2 separate regions of the Gossypium hirsutum genome follow, and region 1 is linked to region 2. The links are chromatin contacts, called in public Hi-C maps. All regions are on one chromosome and are shown on one strand. Each heading gives the region's core, a stretch centred on a gene start, on an enhancer-like site or on the middle of the called end of the contact. The rest is flanking DNA. Distances are from core to core; before and after follow the strand shown. Region 1 holds the start of LOC107930097. Region 2 holds the start of LOC107930112 (phytochrome-interacting ankyrin-repeat protein 1).

The links. A called contact is a pair of places that touch in the nucleus more often than the background predicts.
Region 1: a Hi-C map of leaf shows a contact between it and region 2, with 2.0 times the contacts expected there. The contact joins the promoter of LOC107930097 here to the promoter of LOC107930112 in region 2. A contact is called at or near these places in 2 of 34 Hi-C or Micro-C datasets (both in leaf).

Annotation. Positions count from the first base shown.
Region 1 is chrA08:109,363,205-109,369,877 of Gossypium_hirsutum_v2.1, forward strand. LOC107930097 reads right to left here and starts at 3,133. Exons shown (of 5, transcript XM_016861659.2): 1 at 1,962-3,133; 2 at 1,470-1,667; 3 at 1,236-1,387. The coding sequence starts at 2,783. LOC107930096 (rop guanine nucleotide exchange factor 14) reads right to left here. Exons shown (of 8, transcript XM_041074382.1): 3 at 5,632-6,024; 4 at 5,109-5,263; 5 at 4,948-5,022; 6 at 4,587-4,856; 7 at 3,957-4,301; 8 at 3,376-3,833. The coding sequence ends at 3,492.
Region 2 is chrA08:108,882,779-108,889,327 of Gossypium_hirsutum_v2.1, forward strand. LOC107930112 (phytochrome-interacting ankyrin-repeat protein 1) reads left to right here and starts at 2,619. Exons shown (of 3, transcript XM_016861683.2): 1 at 2,619-3,370; 2 at 3,982-4,153; 3 at 4,765-5,241. The coding sequence starts at 3,245. The coding sequence ends at 4,982.

The sequences.
Region 1 (6,673 bases), core at 1,883-4,382, 480 kb after region 2:
GTCTATTAAAGTCAAATTGGTGTCTCATCATATATGCTGGAAAATTGTGTATTGAACTCATCTCAAATGATACTATGTATTCCACCTTCTCAGTCAAGCATTGCTTGAGTGCAAGGGAGGGCATGCATGAACGGCTTAAACACATTGGAAAAAGTGACACTTCACCCCATGGTTAGGTAGCAAGTGTTTTGAAGAAAAAAGAAACAGACTTCCCTTCCCTCATAGTCATTACACGGATCTATTTGTGAATATAACTAGGAAGTGGGCTTAAAAACTTAGACCCTGTTCAAGCAAGCTCATTAAGAGTTCTAGAAACCAAGTAATCTGAACCTATTTGAGAATATAACTTGAAGCATGCTTAATAACTTAGCATCCAAAGAGAGATGTATTTATTGCCTCCATCATAAGGAATTAGCAACCATTCTTTCAGGGCTTACTATATTTAATTTAGCTGGTCGAATATTGATTTTGAGCCATTGCCCTAAATTATCCCAAACAGGGAACATTTCAGTTAGCATATCACTTACATGGTCACATACTCTCATTATCTTAATTTGTAGTAAAGGTACAAGTTAAACTATCCCATTATCTTTTCAAAGATCTACAAGGTTCACCATTGTACTACTTCTCTGTACAAGAGATTATGTTTCATCTGACCTTATGCGTGTTTCAAACTTGGTCAGATCTAAGATGCTAACCAATATACATTCCTTGCTGATCCATTATGGTCATGTTTAATATAGTTATACCTCAGACATAATTTATCTCCAGCATACTCTGCATTTTTCAGTCAAATCTAAATATCGGGCTTGAATGTTACTTTGGCACATTATGCTCACAACTTTTTCCCATCCATGTTCACACCTAGTGCTGGCATGTAGTCAATAATTTTCATACAAATTGATAAAACACATTTTTTTAACAGCAATACCTATCTTACTCCTAGAGCACTATTTTAGTAGAAGCAAGATATCTAATATTATAGATGAAAATTTAAAGAGATCAATTAAATACTCTACCTGAACTAGCCTGAGCTAATTGGTATGTAGTGTTTGATTAACTTTTCCTGAATATATAATATCTCCCCGACATGATTTTAGATTCACTCAGATAACAGAAACACTTGAAAACTAATAATTTGTCAAAGGTAATGCCAAAAAAGTTAATCAAATGGAAAATACAGCTTAGTTAACGGTTTAGCATCTAATGGATAGCAGAGGAAAGTAAATACTTACTGCACAGCCTCATCATTCTTAAGTTTAGGTGACTTGTACACTTTCACAGGAAGTGATTCCACAACTTCGTTAGGTGCAGGAACAGAACCAATTGGAGACACGGACGGTCGCGAAGATAAAACCATAGACTGCTGGTGAATTTCATCCAGGACCTAGTTCAAACATGTAAAATGTTACTCCAAGAGAAAGGACAATCACCCAGAGAAGGAAATAATAACAACAAATAAAAATCACCTCAAATAAAGCCTCAGCTAACATAACGATTCTGGATACACTAGACCTAGCACCAGTGGTGTCATCATTTGAACTAGAATCTCGATTATTTACACGACATGTGCATCGACCACTTCTATGTTGGCCAGATAAAATGCAGGATCTTTCATGCCCTGAAAAGTTCTCAAAACGGCTTCCTAGCCGTTGAAGAGCTCGAACCTGGAGCAACTCATAGGTCAGTAACTAAACAGACAATAACCTGCATTCGCTCAGATGGATAACTTTCAAAGAACCTATAGCAGAAAGTAATACATGCAGGCCAAACCTAAAGAAGAAGCAGGCATAAATATAGAAATAAAGCATTAGAACAGTCCTAAACCTAAATATTTGTTCTGATTCTAATTGTTAATGAAAAAAGTAGAGTTACTATCAACGTTGTTCAGTAACCACCAGTCATTAAATTAAATTAATAAGCGTGGAGAATAAGGCGATGGGTGCAACAAGATTATAAACCTGAGATCGTATTCTTCTCCGCCTTTCAAGGAAATTGGATCTATGGTGAAGCAAATCATGATACCGGGCTTCTCTGGATCGAGAAGTTTCAATTTCATCGTGGGAAATAACGGAGGAATCATGAGTGGAAGCAGTGGTGGATGGAGAGGTAGCTAATTGCTGCTGAGTAATTTGTATGTCCTGCTGCAAAGGGCAGAATGTGGGAGCTCTACCAAGAACACGATCACGAAGCCTTCCAACACTTAAGGCTCTGCTAAAACGAGCGTTGCTTTCGAGAGTCTCTCCACTTCCATCTGAATCATTGAAGATAATCGGAGAACAAGAATTGCGGGGAGGTTGTTGAGGTTCAAGTGTCTCAGAATCGTCATCAGGGTTCAACATCTCCGCGGAGGACCGCATACTATTAGCTCTGCTGAACCGGAAGCTCAAATTACCAGGAAGGAAGCTAATGCCGGAGAGGCAGCGAGAAGGAGAGCGACGAGCAGCTGTCACAGCTGCACCAGAGGTGCTACCACCGGAAGATATGCATGGGGTTGGCAATGGCAATTGCATTTCATCATTAGATGCCGCTTCGCCTTCAACCTTTCTGTTACTTTCTCTTTTCACCAGATCCGATTCCGACGCAGGTTGTTTCCGGTGATCAAAGTGGGGTTTAGGAGAAGCAGATCTAGATAACGCTCCCAGACAAGAGGACCGGAAAACTCTATTCTTACCCTTGGATCTTCCCCTCCGCCAACCGCTGTTAGACGAGGAAGCAGCAGGTGCAGTGTCTCTTCCGCCTACTCCTACTCTACAACAACCCTTGCTCCCACCAGATCCCATCTGAGTGGTTTCACTTAAGTTTCACCCTGAACCCAACAAGAAAAAAAGGGAAAACCAGCGCCGATGACGTAATTGGCATTTGGAAGTTGTGCTTGGAAGGCACTCCAACCTTATTATTTAGGGGGCGGAGTGATTAAAAGTGATGTATTACTAACTCATGTCTTCAGATCTCAACGATGGTTACGTCTTGAAAACAGTGTTTCTTTGAGGTGAAAATGCCTTTTTTGATTAATGCCGCCTCCTCTGCCTCTTCTTGGGGCTTATTTTCGTTTTTATTCCCTTTTTCTTTTTATTATTAATTTTAAATCCCATCTCTGCTCTGCTTTGCACAGGCGCATGTGGATTGCGGATCCACAAGCAACAGCCTCAGACCACGGATGACTTTAGTGTACCAACAATACAACTGCTCCACACCAGGTCCGGTTCACTTACTCTTTCTAGGACCAATACTGGTGAAATTCCAATCATTACCATATTAAAAATATAAAACGGGCCCAATCCATCCAATATTGAATTAATTGGGCCTAAACAGACCCAATAAGTTGATATAAACAGTAGACACATTTGGAATCCATATGTAAGTTACCGGTGATACTATCAAGTATATGATTCTTTTATGGATATTATTAATTAATTAAGCTTAATAATGATATACAAAAGCAGTGTTGAAAATCAAACTTCCATCATCTTGTTTATTTTTTTTTATTATCAAGGAGACACTCCTATACTACTACATGCCTCTTTCCCAATACACCAAACTCGACGGCTCCTACTTGTACTTGGTGTTGCATTTATACTTGCATCACTGTACAACTCCACGTCCGTATCGGATTCGCAGTACTTCCCCTCTACTTTGTTCATAACATCACTGAGTGAGTGAGAGTGCCTTGGATTTCCCACATTTATTCCAGGAAAGCACCATGTTGCCACCCCTGAATTTGGGTTACACAAACTATCTTCTTGTAGAATTTCTCCCATCCTGCACATTATGCTGAAAGCCAAGTTCTTTAGGACTCGTGAATATGCTTCCAGAATGGAATGTCCAACATCCTGTGCACCAATTCAAAGTGTAATTCATCGCCATTATTAATATACTACAATATAATATTGATTCAATAGTGAAAGATACAATGCAGAATAAAATAAGCTTCACTTTAAACACCAACTACTTACCTTGCCATATTGAATTTTTGAAGCATCAAGAAATGTTTGAGGAAGGTTTGGGTATGCACTCTTTATCTGACGTAAAAGTGCTTCAGCACGGTCCACTAGGAGCTCCATCTTATCCATTTCAGATATAGGATTAATAAAAGACCATGATTTTCGCACTGGCGATTTACCACTAGCTTGTTCTGTAAGTCTCCCTTTCCATGCAAATACAGCAGCTTCCAACCTATTAATGACCTCGAGAGCATTGTTTTCAGACTTTAAATTTAGCGAAATGAACATTTCATCAACCGAGCTGGACTCCAGAGTCAAAACCTTGTACAGGTCGTCACCAAGGCTTGCCTTCCCAGACTGTAAACATAAGGAAAGAGATTGAGTTGCCATAAATGCAATACAAACATCTTGTAAAACTTTAACCCGGAATTTACTCTCATCATTCAAATTTATCAGATACTATAAGATTTTAAAGTAGATTAACGTCAGCTGGTTCCAACTAAAATATCCAGATTCCATTTCTATATTTCCTTTTTAAACATGTAGAGTAACATTTTAGTACTAAAATACATATCATCATAAAAACTATTAAAGGGTCCAATATTTAAAGTCCAATGCCCTGGAGGCAGTGAGCTTGCTCACCTTGGGAAGAGCATCCCTAATAATGGATGGAAGAGGTATTTCAAGCAAAACATTTTCATTAATCGATGCTGCAGCCTTGAATACTTGATATACCACCTTGCCTTTACATTGCAACTTCTGCCTTTCGGTATCTGAGAGCCCAGTTTTTGGTACTTGTGGCAATGGAAGCCACCACCTCTTGCTCTCCCTAGCACTCTTGTTTCTTCCTTCTGCCCGGCTTCCAACTTCTGCATAATAAAACTGAGCATTCACCATTGACTCCAGAGTTTCCTGACAATTTTACAAAATTTAATATGGTAAATGTGGGCGATGTGTTCATTAGAGTATACAAGTTATTAGGAAGAGTAAAGAGATTGCCTACAATAAGCATAGAGTCCAACTTCTGAAGTGCTGGGAGATTCATGTGAATGTCCGCACGGGCTTTTGGTGTCATTATCTGCCCAAAATAGAATTGACATAAATCTCATGACATTGCAAAATGGTCATTGTTAATTTAATAGGGACCCAACAACGCAAGAGTACCTCCATAGTCCTGCCATTTGCACCATTTTGCTTAGCAGGCACTAACTCCACCATATAGTTGGTAGGAGAGAGTAACCAGTCCATTTCTCTTCGCCATTTATTTTTCCTTTCTTCAGCTAGTGGCTCCAATTTCCACAACTCCCCAAAAATTGATGCTGCACATTCAAATTTGCATAAATTATAAGTTGAAGACTAATGAAAGAAGACAATCCTATGATATCATGAGAACACAATGAACTTCGTGAAATGTACATGCTTTTTTTGTGCTTTGCAAGTTGTGGCTCTTCCTCATCATGCATGCTTCCCATTGATGGAAGACAGAATGAATAAAGTACAACATGAAATGCTATGATTTTCTTATTTAAACATGTTTTACCAAGTTCTAATCCAGAATAAAAGTTTCTGATTATACATGTTTATCTTGCAAACCATTTTAACAGTAGAATGTTGTGCAACAGTTGCGACAGGAGAATCCCGAATAAACAAGCCATACACACACATAAGGATCTTGAAACAAACTCACCTGCAAGATTTGTGATGGCATTTGACAAAGCTAAAGCTGTGGAGACACCCTTCCGTCCACCGGTAATATCTTCCCCCAGTAGAAGCTTAGCAAAATTTTCTTTCATTGTCTCAACGTCTGAAGATTGAAAGGAATAAGCAGGCTTCTCTTTGACATAAAAATGCTTGGGGCTTTCAGAGAGCTCCCATTCATCTGAACCCTGTTCATCTCTCTTCATCCACTTGGAAGAAAATGATCCAAAAGCATCTTTGCTAGAAGAACAGCTGGAGAAATCATCATCCAAGGAATCAGATGCACATCCATCTCCTCTGCTTGTTCTGCTTTCATTCTCATAAGACTGATTGTTGATAATGCAGGTCTCAAGACCATTATATGTCATTATACCAGAAAATTCTGAAAATTAAATATCCAATTAATGGAATCAGGAGGGAACATATGACAACAAATAGAAGCATAATCAGCTTGACACCTTAGCCAAATGGTTTACATTTGGTCATCAGCTTTTGGCAGGTACAAAGCAAACTAAAAGAAGCTCAAGCTTCTGGCATAAACATTAACTGCAGAAATATAAGCCTCGTCATGAAGTATTATTTGACATTCGAGTTGTAATTAAATGTAATCATTTTATGGCATAAACACTAAAGAACTGCTCGGAAAAGGACACGTCTTACTTTATTAGTTTCAAGAGAAGGTGCAATTTGAGCAAACAAATATCAGGAGAGAAACTAACTTAACAGTCCGTTTAAATCATGCAATTTCATTCATTAATTGGGGGAGGGGAAGGGGACAATTTTCTGGATACATTCCTCTGAGATCTTATGGAACATTCAGTCACTAGAACTGCAAAGACTCCAGCAATCACGGCAAACAGTCAAAGGGAATTTTCTACACCAATGATCCTTGCAAGGAATAGTGAATGAAGTTTACTTCCCACACTTGTAATTTCTGTACCGTCACTTATCTAATAGTGAATCAGATACAGATTGATTAAATGTCATCTCCAATCAAATTTAACTAGACAACATATTAAAACCAGATTTCC
Region 2 (6,549 bases), core at 1,369-3,868:
CCCAAATCGGCACCAATTTTGCTGATTTGGACATTTGGAAACCCAATTTTTTTTTACTACTCAAAGTATATCATTTGGGTAAATAAAAGTAGGCCTATATTATTTGGGTAATGAATTATTATTTTAATATTATTTATGTAAATTTCCCCCTTAGTATAGCATAAATAAATATTATTATATTGTATTAACATAACAAAAATTGTGAGGGTCCATACTTCGTATAGTACATGGAAGAGATGTTGATAATCTTAATAATGCATATTCAAATTCAAATGACGATGACAATGAACTCAATCAATGGTTAACAAAAGATGATAATGACTATATGTTAGATATTTAAGAAGAAATAACTCAACAAATGTGAACTAGAACAATTAGATAAAATTGCATATGATGTTTAATCGTATTATCAATTACGTTTTTAGACTAACATAATACATATAATGATTTGATTTTAATTTTTGTTACTCGTTTAGAAATTTTTTTATCATACTAATAATTTTTTATAGTAATTAATATATTTTTTAAATATAAAATATACAACTATGTAATTACAATTTGTGCTACCAAATATGACATAGAGAATTACGATGTAATTACACTTTTTCAACTAAACACATCTAGAGAATTATAATTCTTTGTAATTATAAGACCAATTACACTTTCACTCAATTACCTTGTGTTGTCCAAACATTCCCTTAATATATTCTAATGTATATATTAAAATTATTATCAAATACAATTTATCAAATTTCATTTATGAATATTATATACTTTTAAAATAAATTTTAGGCATAACGTCAAATTTAGCCCTCAATGTTTACATTTTCTTTCAATTTGAGTCTTATTTTTTTAAGCTAAATTTGGTTTTTAACATTTCAAAAGGAGTCAAAACGCTTTTTTTAACATAAATATTGGCTAAAATATTGATATTTTAACAATTTTGGCATGACAATTGCATGGCAGTCCATGTGTATTTAACATTGACATGATACTATTTGTTTTAAATGTCATGTTCACAAAAACATTAGAAATTAAAAAATATAAAAATTTTATAAAAAAATCAAATAAATTAGGAACATGTGGATTGCCATAAGGGTTGCCATGTTTGAAAATTCAATGTTTTAGTCGGTATTTTCGTTTAAAAAAATAAAAACTCGATTCCTTTTTAAAGCTTAATGGTTAAACTCGACTCTTTTAAAAATATTTAGGACCATATTTAGTCAAAAAAAATAGAAAGGGCCAAATTGACAAAAGATGCAAACATTGAAGGTTAAATTTGATGTTATACCTAAATTTTAGGGTAAACTATAAAAATAGTTAGTCAACTATTAGCATGTTTCTATTTTGTCCACTTTATAAAAAATAAAAAAAATCATTTAAAAAATCATTTATGATAAAATACATAAGATTTTATAAAAATACATACAACATTATAATAAATGAATACCCATTTTTCTCTATTTTTGACATGAAATTTATTTATTAAAATAATATTTTCATAAATAAAATATTTTAAAAAACCTACAAATAATACTTAAATCAGATTCAAGGTTTTCCTTTTTTTTTTGAAGTTTATTTTATAAATAGTAATTTTTATTATACGACTAACATTAGTCCTTAGTCTTTCTCAAATTTGTCCTGTGCTAGGCACCGTCTTTACCCACAACCACCAGTATTAATAATATTTACTTTGAACTCCTTGATGTCCACATCTTCCATCATTATACCATCGAACTAGAAATTAGTTATTGAGATATTGACATGGCCTTTTAAATTCCACCTACTAGGTCTCTAAGACCTTATCCTCACTATATATCCCCAGTCATGCCCACCTTAAATAGAGCCTCAAATGCAACAAATCCATTTTGGGCGACAACCTAAAGACATTGGTTCTCACCATTTTTTATCTCACACTATAATTTTTAACTCAACTGGGATTGTTAATATTAAAAAAAGGGAAAATTTTGAATTTGCATAATTCTTTTTTATGGGTTTTCCCCTTTTTTTTGTGTGTAAGATTATTATTTTATTTATAAAATTATCATTATAATAAATAAAATTCATGTTAAGAAATGGAAAAAGAAAGATATCCATTTATTTATAAATATTTTTTAATAATTTTTTTATATATTTTTATAAAACTATTATGTATTTTTATTGAAAAATGAAATTTTAAATTTTTTATTTCTTTAATTTTTTCTAAATTTATATTTTTTTAAGAATTAAGACTAAATTGACAAAATGTATAAAGTTGAGCGCTAAATTTGTTGTATTTTTTTTTGTTATTAATTGTTATGCCAATAAAAAAATGTCATTGTTAAAAATTTAACGTAGGATTGAACAAAATATTAAAATTTGATAATATTAAGACTAAAATAGAAAATTTTAAACCTTGATGACGAAAATAGAAACATGATATAGTTGGTGACTATTTTTAGAGTTTATCCCGAAATTTTATTATATATTGATTTATTAAAAGAGGGGGAAACATTGTGTTGTGGTGGGCTGGGCTGGATGGGTTGCTAGGTACAGTATTAGTGATGGCCCGTTAGCCCATCGCCAAGAGAACCAAAGTTGGCGAATGCCACAAAGATATTTAGGTCTTAAATCTCACAAGCCTAGTATTGGGTAAGGTCGGGGCGTCATAATATCCTCTTTGTGGTAGCTCTCTCCTTTCCTCTCATTTCTCTTAATGTTTTCCTCTTTATTTAGGGTTTTCTTTTGATTACTCCTCTTCCCGATTTCATAAAATTTTAATATTCTCCCACTCCGAATCGATCTATGATTTGGGCAATTCCTCTGTTTTTGCTGTAAATATTATTCAAAATCAATTTCATCAATTATGTTTTTATTGCCTTCTTCGTTGATGACTTGCAACGTGATATTCCAAAACCTGCGTGTGTTCGGTCCTGGCTTGAATCCTTTTTCCCCTTTCTGCGTCGCTCATCATTCCTCTGCTTCTCGCTAATCTGTTTCCCTCTTCTCCTTGTTTTCATCTCTATCATGTAATCATTTTTCTCTTCATCTTAAGCTTTCGAGGGGATTGTTTGTTTTCCAAGAATAAAAAGAAAGGGATCTAACTCTTTGTGAAAATTTCACGTTTTTACAAAAATATCATGCGTTTCTTCGCCTAATCAATCAAATCTTGGTCTGGGGTTCTCTTTACTTTTTCCGGGTTAAAGGAAAAAAGTCTATATATCTGCAACGGTATTGGTTGGTTTTTGTTATTGCTTCGAAGAATATGACCCAAGGACAGTCTTTGCGGAGAAATTTGTCAAGAAGGCGCTCGTTTAGGTGTGGGATTGATAGGGATGATAGAGGTTGGACAATGCTCCACATCGGAGCCCGTAAAGGTGACCTCATTCAGGTTTCTTTCTTTCTTATTTACCGTTTTTACTGCTCTTTCTTTTATTGGTAGTACCCTTGAATTTTATGAATTCATGATAATTGTTGCCGGATATGATATCCACCTATTGATGATGGATCCTTAAGTTACTCAATAGTTCTAATACTTTAAACCAATATAAGAAACCAACGCTAATGTTAGATTATTACATTTACTGGAAAATGTTCTTTTACCTGGATTTATATACAGGGAGGAATAGCTTCCAATTACTTTTCCGTGATTTTTTTTCCTTTTCGGATTCCCCAAATTCCCTTGGGGAATCTCTTAACAAGTTTTACTTGCTGATTTTTTTTAGAAGCATTCCATCCCCAGGAGGAGCCGAACATGATAATTTTTCTTTATCTTGGTCAAATAAAAATAAGTTTAACCAAATGATTATAGACAGATACATATAAAATAAATCCTTATGTTTATCAGTACATGTATGAATGGTTCCATATGTAAGACCCAAATCCTTTTGAGCTTGTTGTGACTGGTATTTTTTGGTATATTATTTGTGTTTATTTGTCAAACGATTCACTGCTATAACTTCTCTTGGCCATGGACTGCTGAGCTAAAATTCCTTGAAACAGGTCAAGCAACTGCTCAACGAAGGTGTGGATGTAAATGTGGCTGCATGGGGCCCCAAATCCCAAGGTGTCACCCCACTCCATCTTGCTGCTGAGGGTGGCCACCTTGAAGTTATGGATGAACTGCTTGAACGTGGTGCTAATATTGATGCAAGAACTAAAGGTGCTTGTGGGTGTAAGTATCTTATCTCACATTTTTCTGTTCCAACTTTTGTGGATTATATAATTGAAGCAAAAATTTGTGTTTGTTGGCAACTCTATGACCTGGTAATTCCATTAATTCAAAAACTACAAGTTAATCTGGGCCATGCCAACCATCATTTGTTTTCCACATTTGAACTTTGTTAATTTGATATATATATTGTTCGACTTTAGTTTAGCTTTATATTTCTTATTAAAATATTTTTCAGTTTAAGCTTCCACGCTCATCAAACATTGTAAAGCAATAAACTTTATATTGTAGTAACTAGCAAGTAGCAACTACCCAAAAAGAAAGAACACAATGGCATCATCAGGTTTCGGCCTATGCCCAACATTGCGGTTCTATTGTTTTTGTGTCACAAGTTTGTACTTGTTTGCAGTTGTTCCTGCTATTTACTCTCTTCGTTTCAAGTAAACTGTGATCTATTTTCTACTAGCAGTGTACACAGTACAGATAGCTTGGCGGGGCTAAACCTGATTGGTGAATTTATTTAGAACTTCAGGATTTGATATAAAAGGATGCATCTAGATGTAAGAAAGGCTACTGACTTTATTGCCTCTTGTTTAATGTGTGATTTCACTCAGGGACGCCACTTCACACAGCTGCTAAAGAACGAAAGAGGGAAGCAGTGAAGTTCCTGATAGAGAATGGGGCATTTTTGCCAGATGACATCAATGATTGCAGATTTAATCCACCGCTCCATTACTGCCCTGGCCTTGAATGGGCATATGAGGAGATGAAGCGTCTTCAAAGAGATGGCTCTTCTTCAGCAGGGGAGACATCTTATAGCTCTGAAAATTGATATTCAATCATATCAAACCGCTGTTGTTTGTTCCTCCTCCCGTGTTTGGTGCTTCCATTTTTTCTCTTTAATAAACGCTAGTGGGCTTGTGACGTGCGTTGCTATATATTTTATTTTGAAGACTGTTGTTTGCATATGAATATGATGGCATGACGCCGACGGCTAGGAATAAATTAGTACTCTCATCTCATCACATCACATGCATGTGATATGATAGGATTGATGATGTGCAATAATTTAAATATTGTGTTTTTCTTTCTCCTCTCTCTCTGCTTTATTATACCTTCGGTTCCCCTTATTAGGCAAAAATTTTAAATGAGTGAAACTACAAACAGACATACACAAAAACGCACAAAAAGGACGTTGTGTATGGATTAAAAACAGCCCAAAATACAACTCAATTAATCGAAAATTTGAAAATGGTTGAAGTGGGTGGATGGTTGGATCAATTGGTTTCTAACAATTTAAAATATTTATAACTTTGTATTGAAGTTAATGTATGCTATGTGATAAAAATGCTCAAAATTTCATTTACTAAATTTTAGGAAACAAAATTGAAATCTAATCTTCATAATAAGAGCATGGAGTCTCCATAACAATAATCTACAAGAGGCCCAACTCAAGTCTGACTCAGGCCAAGTTCAAAAGAAAATTAGCCTAAGGTGGGTCCTGATTTCGGCCACTGATTGGGATACCTCCATCCAATCACTATAATAATATTATTTTTATGTGAGAAGGAGGAACGGGGTATTGGATGCGAAAAAGCCGAAGGAGGGAGCGAGGAAAGAGATGACGCGAGGAAAACAAAAGATCGAAGCGCAGAGGCGAAACGCTGAGAAGAATCAAAAGCCAAAGGGTTCTCAGCTGGAGGCCAGAGCTGTAGCCCTCAAAGTCAGCTGCCCTATCTGCAAGGTTCTTTCTTTTTTCTTTTTAATTATAAAATCATTTTGTTATCTCTGACTTCGCAGATCGCCTTTGATCTTGATGATGATTTAATTTTGTTTTCGAAGATAGATACGTGTTCTAGTAGTAGTAAAACTAGATTTGAAGTGATACTCTCCGTCTGAATCTCATGAATTTTTTTTAAAATATGGAGCTCATTAATTAATTCAAGTATATAGGGTAACAATGTAACCTACTTCCTTTCTTCACTTTGTATTATGTAAACTAATGGGTCATTGATGGGTGTTTAATGGCTTGCATTAAAATTATAAAAAATCATTTTCTCAAAATAAAAAAAAATCAAAATTTGATTTTTTTTTAATTTCATGATTGATCTCATATTTAATTTATCGTAATAACAAGTAGGGTGAGCAAAACTCGATTCGACTCGAAAAAATAAAAAAAAATTTGAATTTTGAGTTAAACGAATCGAGTTATTCGAGTCAACTCGAATTTTTTTTTCGAATTTCAAGTTCGAATCGAGTTGAGTTTTTTAATTCGAACAACTCGAATAATTCGAATAATTCGAATATTAAACTATAGTATTTTACATTTTTACCCCTAAACTCTCAAATCTTTTTACTTTTTCCTTAAAACTTTTACTCCTTCCTACTTTCTCCCCAAA